Regions from separate parts of the Sus scrofa genome. Here region 1 is linked to region 2. Evidence: chromatin contacts called from public Hi-C data. All regions are on one chromosome and are shown on one strand. The core of a region is the stretch at or near the end of the contact, and the rest is flanking DNA. Distances in the headings are between cores, read along the strand shown. Region 1 holds the start of MPHOSPH9 (M-phase phosphoprotein 9). Region 2 holds the start of TCTN2 (tectonic-2).

The links. A called contact is a pair of places that touch in the nucleus more often than the background predicts.
Region 1: a Hi-C map of skeletal muscle shows a contact between it and region 2, with 3 times the contacts expected there. The contact joins the promoter of MPHOSPH9 here to the promoter of TCTN2 in region 2. A contact is called at or near these places in 1 of 47 Hi-C or Micro-C datasets (skeletal muscle) and 1 of 2 datasets of contacts at active chromatin or transcription factors (alveolar macrophages).

Annotation. Positions count from the first base shown.
Region 1 is chr14:29,657,674-29,663,490 of Sscrofa11.1, reverse strand. It overlaps MPHOSPH9 (M-phase phosphoprotein 9), which reads right to left and starts at 4,463. Exons shown (of 24, transcript XM_021074060.1): 1 at 4,280-4,463; 2 at 1,291-1,558. The coding sequence starts at 1,400. C14H12orf65 (probable peptide chain release factor C12orf65 homolog, mitochondrial) reads left to right here and starts at 4,585. Exons shown (of 4, transcript XM_001928287.6): 1 at 4,585-4,735.
Region 2 is chr14:29,330,498-29,335,634 of Sscrofa11.1, reverse strand. It overlaps TCTN2 (tectonic-2), which reads left to right and starts at 2,572. Exons shown (of 18, transcript XM_021072256.1): 1 at 2,572-3,111; 2 at 3,327-3,434; 3 at 3,840-3,928; 4 at 4,939-5,134. The coding sequence starts at 2,958.

The sequences.
Region 1 (5,817 bases), core at 3,214-5,713, 330 kb before region 2:
TCTGCTTTGTTTCATAAACAATTTGTGAAAAAGAGGACACTAATGAAAATAACAGTAAAATAATAAAGAATTAGGATCAGAAAAAATATTAATAAAATTCAAAGGAAATACATGTTATCCATTAGGGGTTTCACATACAGTCATAGTTGGGTAATAATCAAGTTTAAATCTGGCCAATTTAACTGCCAGTCACAATAAAAAGGGAGGCAGTTCAGTTCCATAATTTTCATTAGCAAGGCACATTTAGGTTCCTCCAAGCAAATCAAACACTATGTTCTACAAGAGATTTCTTCTAGAAGTAGGTCTCAAAGGGGCCGCCAAATGATATAGGAAACAAAAAGCGTGTCCAACAATCAGAAAGTGGGTATAGATTATCACGGCAAACATTTCTGGACCGTGTCCCACGATTTCCACCTCACCTTTCCATCCTAACTTTCCTCTTTCTCCTTTCATTTTATGTATTTTTTTTAATTATAGTTGATTTACATTATTGTGCCAATTATTTTATATAGTCTTACAAGCGGCCCTAAATTCCTCCTGAGGAGTACGGGAATTTATTTACAATACACAGTTTCTTCAAGACCTATTACTGTGTGTAAATTTGCTCCTTCACCGGTAGCCCTGACTGCTGTGTTTTTGCTTTACTGTATCTGTTTTTTATAGGTGGTCACCTCTTTAATGGTCCCTGCCACTTTGTTTTTAAGCTACTGTAAATTTAGAAACCAAATAATTCAACTTATCAGTCTATGTACAAAATGAGAGTAAACAGGACCTGATTAAAAGCAAACCAAACATGGAATAATTTAAAAGGAAAATGCTTAAAATGCTGTTTGATAGCATCTATTTTTGTCAACTCACAGCCTGTTTTGCTACTTCCCAGCATTCAACTTTAATTGCTATTGTCCAGATTGGTGAGGTATTACTGCAATGTGAAACTATTCACCCTCTTAATTTCAAAATGGAGAATAATAGTTAGGCAACTAAATTTTAAAGACCATGCTTGTCACTTAACAAAAACAACAAAAGTGTAAAGAAAACTCCAACTAGCCAAACAAGTTCTTCTCACAATGTTCCCCATGTAAAAGTACATCTCTGGGAGAAATGAAGAACATGAAAGGACTGAAATTTTCTTAACTGAAACAATGGTCCCTCAACAGTTACCATAGTTTTGTGACTTTTTAAATGCAAATCAGCAACTATGATACCATTTGGGGAAACTGGTAAACTATGCAAATTAAATTATTTTGATATGTCATTACTCAAAAAAAGAGAAATCTATCTCATTCTTACCTATTAGTAGTATTTAAGTTCAGTCCAAGAGAATGGGAAGAATTTTTTATCTTGGATTCTACAGAAGATGACGCTTTTTGTAAGGGTTTCCCCAAGTCAAAATCTTCCATAGTGTACAGAAATTGTTACACTCTCTCGTTTGGAAATGCAGATTCTTTCACTGTTTGAAGAAACTGAATCCGAGTCATCTTCAGATGCTTCATCGTCTACAGGCATTTTCAGTTGCTGACATTCAGAACTGTGAAATGTCCTAAGCTCCAGAGAGAGTCTGAAAATGAATGAGGAACAAAAATTACAAAAAGCCACTAAACCTAGCAACTGTCTTTTCAAGACTTTGAAAACCTTGATCCTTTTATATAAATCTATATTAAGGATAGCAACATTATTCATAAGAGCCAAAATTCAGAAACAACGCAAATGTCCATCAACTGAAACATGGATAAACAATGTGATTAGCCATATAATGGAATCTTTTTTCATCACAGAAAAGAATAAAGCACTGATTTATGCTACAATGTGGATGAACACTGAAAACATTATGCTAAGCAAAAGAAGCTCAATAAAAGACTATGTATTGTATGAGTCCATTCATAAGAATTATCTAGAGTAGATAGAAATGAGATTAATGGTTACCAGGAGCTGAGAGAAGGAAAGAATGGGAGTGACTGAAAGGTCTGGGGTATCTTTTGGGGCAGATGAAAAGTTCTAGAATTAGTAGTGATGGTTCTACAATTCTATACTAGTGAATATACTAAAACTCACTGAATTGTATACTTTAAAAAAATTTGCAGTATGCGAATTATATCTCAATAAAAAAACTACAATAATGGTAATTTGCAGAAGTGTTTCTTTTCAGGTTATATTTCAAAACATGTTTGACAGGAGTTCCTGTTGTGGCTCAGCGGAAACGAATTTAACTAGCATCCACAAGGACGAAGATGTGATCCCTGGCCTTGCTCAGTGGGTTAAGGATTCGGCGTTGCCATGAGCTGTGGTGTAGGCCAACAGCTACAGCTCTGATTTGACCCCTGGCCTGGGAACCTCCATATGCCAAGGGTGGGGCCCTAAAAAGACAAAAAAAAAGTTTAATAATCAAAGTTCCAGACACAATTCTACTAGTAACAACTGGAATACTTACATGCCTTGTTCATGTCTTTAACAAGTTCTACCATATTATCTATGCCTGTTGATTCATACAGTGAATAAATGAATAGGAACTACTTAGTATTTAATTTGGTACTGAAAACAGCCAATTAAACTGTTAACAATGGCTTTTTCCCCATATACTATATGCATGGAGTACTTTTGTACTCTATTTTTTAAGAAAAGAAAAAACTCTATGCATATCCAAAAGTACTCTATGCATATGCTACTTCTTAAAAATAACTATTTGCCAGGTCAACTAAAATTTAACTGAAGCTAGATGTACAGAGATAAACTGGTTATAACAAGTCAACTCATGTAGTTTAAAAAAAAAAAAAAAAAAAAAAAAAGGAGCCATGGAGTAAGGGGAAAAAATAAAGAAAACCTATGCTGCTTACAAAACAGAAGTGTTAAGGAATGAGAAAGAGGAAAATTAACTATTATTCTGGTTCCTCTAGGTTCCCACTTTCTAGGGCCCGGTTTGACAAAGCAACCTTGAAAACATCAGCTCATAAAGGAATCATTTCCTTCAGGGACAGGTGTGAAAGCCAAGGGTAACCGGACCTAGCTAAATGATTTCTCCCCAGTGACTCAGCCCATCACCAACGACAAATGGGGTATTGAAAAAGTCAGAGGCTGCACCTTCCATCTGGCAACGAAAATACCGGAATTCAAATCACCTTGCTCTTCTAGCAGGAAAACACAAGCTCTCCAGGGAGGTGCATCTGCATGCAAATGATACCCCATCAATTATTTCCCCCACTGAGTTAATCCGGATGCAGTAGATGCAGATGGAAAACCATGTGAAATGCGATGAGGCTTCCCCAGTTTGGGGGGTGGGGGGAAAGAGCTGGGTGACAGCAGAGATAAATTTTTAAAAAACTGATATAGGAGTTCCCTTCGTGGCTCAGCGGAAAGGAATCTGACTAGGAACTGTGAGAACGCAGGTTCGATCCCTGGCCTTGTTAAGTGCGTTTAGGATCCGGACATACGGTGTAGGTCGCAGACGGGGCTCGGATCTGGCCTGGCTGTGGCTGTAGCCTAGGCCAGTGGCTGCAGCTCCAATTCGACCCCTAGCCTGGGAAACTCCGTATGCGGTGGGTACGGCCCTAAAAAGATAAAAAACCGATACACAATGCAAAATTTTAAAAAGCTGCTGGAGAATGTATATAAGAACTGAGACATTTTTGTATCTTCCAGCAACAAAATATGATGCTTTTGATGTCTCCAGCTCCTAGCAAAAAAAAGGAGTTAACGGGGAAAAGAACAACTGATTCACTGAGAATATGTTAACGAGGCGTTCTGCTTTGTTGGGAACCTGAGAAGGGGGACGGAAGGGATGATTTCAGGTTTTGAGGCCAGATCCTGACATTCTCGTGCTCACAGACGCACCGCAACTGCTGCTGGCGGCTCTCGGATTAAAGTAGGAAGGCGAGGGAGGACCCACGCAGTCGCCTCAACTGTAGACAGTAGAGAGGCCAGAGTTAAAGCCACTGCTCCAACCAATAAACTATAATTATAATCCCCCAAAAGTAAGCAGAGGAAGCTGAGCGGGGGGTGTGGGGGGAGAAAAGCGAAATCCCTCAAGCCCCCCGCCCCTCGGGAAGAGGTGCTCCGCGATTGGGCCGTGAGGATGTCACTCAAGGGCACAGAGTCTAGAAAAGGCTCACGTCCGCAGGCAAAGCCCCACACGCCCGCTGGTTTTGCTGCGGTGGTTTCTGCTGACCGTCGGCTACCCCCGCCCTAACCCATCAGCACACCCAAGGGTCCGCTGAGTTGGTGTCTTCGATATCGCGTCCCCTTTCCCCCGTGACTGGCAGCTCCCCTCAGGCCGGCGGCCGCTTACCTGGCCCCGGCTCTCACTGCTGATGTTACGATCGGGCGAGCGGCCTCTCGCGACCGTTAAACTCGAGGGAGCGTGCGCGCGCCAGACGTCTTAGATGCAATTGGCTGCCCGGAAGGGGGCGGAGACGGCCGAGCCGCGGCCAGCGCGTCGACTTCCAGAGGCCAGTCCCCCAACTCCCAAGGAAGTGGCTGTCGGATGCCTGAGAAAAGAGAGGGGGCGGGGCTGCTGTCAGGTCCTCTCATCTGATTGGCTCTCTGGGAACCTACTGCAGCTACGCGGGAAAGTAGCCTCTGTTTCCCGCATGCGCAGTTAGTAAGATGAAGGGACTCAGGTGAGCGGGGGCTGCGGCAGGAATACCGCGCGTGCGCAGGCCCGGGATCGCGTTTGCTTTCCCGGTCCTGCGATGATTCCGGTTCCTCCAGAACATTGGTGGCGGGAGGCCAGTCCTGAGGTCAGGTAAGCGTCTGCAGAGAAGCCAGGTACCACGATTGCCCACGATCGTCAGGGGCTCCTAGAGAGGACTGGGAACTAGTGCCCCTGAGTTTCCCAGTTCGCAACCCTGAATCGCTCAGCTCATTGACCTGAGGCCAGCCCAGACACCTGAGCTAAATTTTCCCTGAACCTGGTTTACCCTAGGCTGTGGGGATTGGCAAGGGCTCTTCTCGGACCTGAAGTGGGAGAGGAGGAGAGCCCACTTTTGTGGAGAAAACAGTTCCACCGAGGCCCGAGGGCACATGAGCGATGCTCATTTACTCTTTAGGCAGAGCCTTAGGGAGCTGTTAGTGCGCAGCAGGGCTTATTTCAGGCATGGTGGGTGTTCTGCTCTTGCCAGTCCTTTGAAAGGACCAAGGAGAACCCGCATCCCTCCCCGTGGGCCCCCAGCCCGTCTTACACGCGCTGTTCAGTTCTTATTCTTCAGACGAAAGGTTCTTAACCTTTAAGGTACTTCTAGCTGTTAGATTTCCCTTCAGGTGACCTGAGCACACAAGAAAGGGACTTTGCTAGCCCTGTCGTTGAGAAGCCAGGATGGAGAAGATATTTGCCCTTGGAATAGCAAATCTGTGAAGAGACCTTCCATCTGATCTGAGCCTCTTAAGAATACCTAGAATTTTGTTTCAACAGTAAAAATTCAGTCTACCCGAAACTCCATGTGTGAAACATTTCAAGTTTAAATAAATGAAATCCTCCCTCCCCAGTTGTGTAAATCCCCAATCAGTACTGTATGTGTAATACTTAACCAAAATTTAAAAAAAAAAAAATTTTTTTTTTTCTAGCTTACTGCTTGTAGCAGCTTGAAGTAAGATCTCAGCTTCCAGACCAGGGATTGAACCCCAGGCGGTGAATGAGCCAAATTCTAGCCACTAGACCTCCAAGGAACTCCCAAATCAAATTATTTTTAAGCACATGGCTTTCTTTTCAGTGACCATGTTTCAAGCCCCCCCCCCACAAAAGTTTTATCACTAATTTCAGTTGGTTACAAAATTTCTATTTGAGAATTTTGCACTCACAGAAAGATGGGAACGGGAATTCCTGAGACA
Region 2 (5,137 bases), core at 1,323-3,822:
TATGGTTGGTATAAATTTTTATAATAAATTAATTTACATTTTCATATTTGCTTACATTATTTTCTCTTACTCATTTTTTATTTCATGCTCATTCAGTTCATCTTCAAGTGTGTACTTTTTAACTGGGTTTGGTCATATGTCTTGCCAAAACTACACAAAAATATTGTTATAAGTATTATACAATTATAGATTAGTATGAAGTTTTTAATATACAATTTCTAAGTATGAAAGATTTAGAATAAAGATTTAAATGTTTGCTTGTAATTTTATGTTGCGAGCAATATTAACAAAACTTCAATTATTTGGTATTTTCATTGGATAGAGCAGGCCAATTTTAAGGTGTATTTATACTTTGGTGTCAGAAAAATGGGATACTTTTTTAATCTTGTAATAGTTTTAAAGCCATGAAATTCTCTTACAGGGTAAATAATGAAATAGTTGTTAACTATCTAGCCTGCTATTCTAAAGGCAGTCGCTTAGGCTTTATCTGCAAAAGGATTAATGCTCTGTTTTAAAAAAAAAAATTGATTATTTTGTTTATTTCAAATAATCCAAACATGATTTGTAAAAGTATCAGTAGTTCCTCAAAGAGAGCATGAGATTTCCAGATCCTACTTCTTGCTGTGGCACAGTGGGTTAAGAATCCCACTGCAGGAGTTCCCGTCTTGGCTCAGTGGTTAATGAATCTGAAGTTGCAGGTTTGATCCCTGGCCTCGCTCGGTTGGTTAAGAATCTGGCATTGCCCTGAGCTGTGGCGTAGGCCGGCAGCAACAGTTCCGAGTCTACCTCTACCCTGGGAACCTCCATGTGCCACAGGTGTGGCCCTAAAAAGACAAAAAAAAAAAAAAAAAAAAAAAAAAATCCCATTGCAAAGGCTTGAGTGACTTCTGAGAAACCGGTTCTATCCCCTGCCTGGTGCAGTGGGTTAAAGGATCTGGTAGCGGCCTCAGACGCCATCCCTAGCACAGGAACCTTACATGGATGTAGCCATAAAAATAAGTAAATAAATAGATAAATAGTAAGTTTCCATTGTGGCTCAGCGGTAACCAGCTCTACTGACGGGGGATCAATGGGTTAAGGATCCCTCTTGCTGAGAGCTGTGGTGTAGGTGGCAGAGGCAGCTGGATCCCAGGTTGCTGGGGCGTAGGCCGGTAGCTGCAGCTCTGATTGGACCCCTAGCTGGGGCACTTCCATGTGCCATGGATGTGGCCCTAAAAAGACCAAAAATAAATCAGTAAATAGAAACAATTCTATAATTATAGAATTATAGCACTGCAGGCCAGCTTTTTGTTCCTCCACCTAAAAACTCCATAAAAATCAAGCTTATTATGCAAAGCAATGAAACTAGAACACACCCTCACACCATGCACAAAAATAAACTCCAAATGGCTGAAAGGCTTACATATACGACAGGACACCATCAAACTCCTAGAAGAAAACATAGGCAAAACACTCTCTGACATCAACATCATGAATATTTTCTCAGGTCAGTCTCCCAAAGCAATAGAAATTAGAGCAAAAATAAACCCATGGGACCTCATCAAACTGAAAAGCTTTTGCACAGCAAAGGAAACCAAAAAGAAAACAAAAAGACAACTTACAGAATGGGAGAAAATAGTTTCAAATGATGCAACTGACAAGGGCTTAATCTCTAGAATATATAAGCAACTTATACAACTCAACAGCAAAAAAAAACAATCAATCAATGGAAAAATGGGCAAAAGACCTGAAGAGACATTTCTCCAAAGAAGATATACAGATGGCCAACAAACACATGAAAAAATGCTCAACATCGCTGATTATAAGAGAAATGCAAATCAAAACTACCATGAGATACCACCTCACACCAGTCAGAATGGCCATCATTAATAAATCCACAAATAACAAGTGCTGGAGGGACTGTGGAGAAAAGGGAACCCTCCTGCACTGCTGGTGGGAATGTAAACTGGTACAGCCACTATGGAGAACAGTTTGGAGATAACTTAGAAATCTATACATAGAACTTCCATATGACCCTGCAATCCCACTCTTGGGCATCTATCCGGACAAAACTCTACTTAAAAGAGACACATGCACCCGCATGTTCATTGCAGCACTATTCACAATAGCCAAGACATGGAAACAACCCAAATGTCCATCGACAGAGGATTGGATTCGGAAGATGTGGTATATATACACAATGGAATACTACTCAGCCATAAAAAAGGATGACATAATGCCATTTGCAGCAACATGGATGGAACTAGAGAATCTCATCCTGAGTGAAATGAGCCAGAAAGACAAAGACAAATACCATATGATATCACTTATAACTGGAATCTAATATCCAGCACAAATGAACATCTCAGAAAAGAAAATCATGGACTTGGAGAAGAGACTTGTGGTTGCCTGATGGGAGGGGGAGGGAGTGGGAGGGATCGGGAGCTTGGGCTTATCAGACACAACTTAGAATAGATTTACAAGGAGATTCTGCTGAATAGCATTGAGAACTATGTCTAGATACTCATGTCGCAACAGAAGAAAGGGTGGGGGAAAAACTGTAATTGTAATGTATACAAGTAAGGATAACCTGACCCCCTTGCTGTACAGTGGGAAAATAAAAAAAAAATTTTTAAAAATCAAGCTTATTAAGGTTCTTGTTTAGCATCCAATACCTGTAGGGTAGCTCTTGCAGTATTACTGAATTAGCTCTGGGTGGGGGAATTCCCGGTTTCAAATTGGAGGCGCACGGCTACGGTTCTGTGATCCTTTCCGTGGATCCTTTACGTCCTCAAGCCGGGAGGACGTAAGGCCTGTGGGTGGGCCCGGGACGCTGCGGCCGGATTTGGGGGCGGGCTTTCCCTACGGCTATTCCAATCACGAAGCTCCGCTCCGTCAGGCCGGAGGCCAATTGGTGGTTGCCATAGCTCCGGGCGCGCTTGACAAGATGGTGGTAGCGAGGCAGTCAGGGCGGAGTTATGGCGTTCCAGAGTTTCCAGGCTTCTAAGGCCGGCGCGGTCCTGTGTTGCCGGCCACGGGAGATCCCAGGCATGCGCTTGCCGCCGCCAGTCTCTCTGCTCTTGGGGTTTCTCCTTCTGCAGGGAGTCTTCAGTCCGCTCTGGGGGGACCTGGGTGCGTAAGGCTGCGTAGGGGGCCAGCGGGACTGGGGCTGAGGGTGAGGACGAGGGTTTTGAGGCCTGATTTGGGTCTCCTCCCGGAGCTCTGGAAAACACTGCCTAAGAAAGTCACCACTCAGCGTAGGCAGCGACTCTGCAACTATTAACTCTTCCCTGTCCCTTTCGACTCTGCAACTATTAACTCTTCCCTGTCCCTTTCTCTCCACCTAGTTTTCATCCCTCCTGTCATCCGCATGTCTGGCCCTGCGGTCAGCGCGTCCCTGGTCGGAGGCACCGAGGATGTGACCGTGTCACTGACTCTGCTGCAGGACGAGATGGGTAAAGAGTCCGGCCCTTCCTGTAGGGAGGGAGGAGATTGGGACCAGGGCCAGGCCGCCCAAGAAGCTTAGTCCTCAGGGTTCCTGGCCTCTCTGACCGCTGAAAAGTTGGGATGAGCGGCTGCTGTGGACCAGAGGACCAAAAGACAGATTCAGTAAACGAAAACTTGAAATCATACTAGTTAGCATTCATTGTGCTATCTCCAGGTCTTAAATGCATTACTTCATTTTTCTCATATGAACAGTAGTATCTTTTAATCCCATTTAACACGTGAAGAAACTGAAGTTCAGAGAGTTTGTTGCTTGTCCAAAGCCACACAGCTTCCATCCTAGAAGCCTGATTCAGGAGTGCACCCCCTTAGTTGCCGGACAATACTGCCTTGCTTTCTAATCTTCTCTCCCGTAGGATTATTCCCAGTTCCCGATTGTCGAATGCTAAGCAATGAGACTGGAAACTGGAGTTTGACTGTCACCCCCAGTATGGTAAGACCAGAGGTAAAAGCCTTTTCAGTAGCATCTGCAGAGGCCCATAATTAGAGTTCCTGCATGGCTTTCTTGGTTGGACAAGATGGATCTTTCTCAGTGCTTGGAACTACCATGAAACTGTGGGCTATCAGATCACCTAGACACCTATCCAGCCCAGAGGTTCTTAGGAGTTTTTGAGTTAGTTTCAAAAAGTCTGTGAGGAGTTCCTGCTGTGATGCAGGGGGATTGGCAGTGTCTCTGAAGCACAGGAATGCAGGGTCCATCCTTGACCCAGCACAGTGGATTAAGGATCTGCCGCAGCTTGGATCTGATACCTGACTTGGAAATCCATATGCTTCTGGGGTGACACACACACACACACACACACACACACAAAAGAGGAAGTCTGTGAACACTCTGAAATTGTGTTTAAAATTGTGTGTGTGTGCACACTTGCATGCACATTTTTTTCTGATAAGGGTTGCCAGCTTCCATGAGATTATCAAATGGATCTGTGACCCAAAAGAGCTTCATACACCATTGATCTCACCTAAATCTGAGCTTATGTGTAAGGACACTTGAGCCTAGAGATATCAAATATTTTACATTTAATGAATGTTTTATTCAGTGCCCAGTGTGTGTAAAGTATCAACTTCAGGGATAAAGGCTGAGAAAGGCAGACTTTGCACCCCAGGAACCAGGTCTGTTTTCACGGACATTTTTTGTATTACATCTTCTGCTGGTAGCGTCTAGTACCTTTATAGGTGCTAGACAAACTGAGTTAACTTATCACACTTGTGTTCAGCTTTCTCTGAATACCTGAAAATTGCTTACTTTTATGTTAAGTTGAGGATTAGGAATCAGGGCTTGATATTGCCATAGGTTTACGTGGTAGAATTGAACAGAATGACGTCATCCTTGTGTACAGTTTTCCTTTTGTAAAATGAACCGAGGCTGATCGCAGTTTCCATTGTGTGCCCTTATAATTATAGATGCTGTTTTGAGTCACTATAAAAAATACAGCAATATTTTCCTTTCAGAATTCATTGGAAGTGACAGTGAGGTTGAAGAGAGATCTGCAGTCCTGTTCCTCTAATGAGACAGCTTCTTTCTCAGAGTCCCCGTGCATTGTCCAGACTCTTCTGGTTTCAGCCTCACGTAATTCGTCCTGTTTAGCACATCTACTCATTCAAGCAGAAATTTATGCCAACTCCTCTCTGGCCCATAATGCATCAGGCA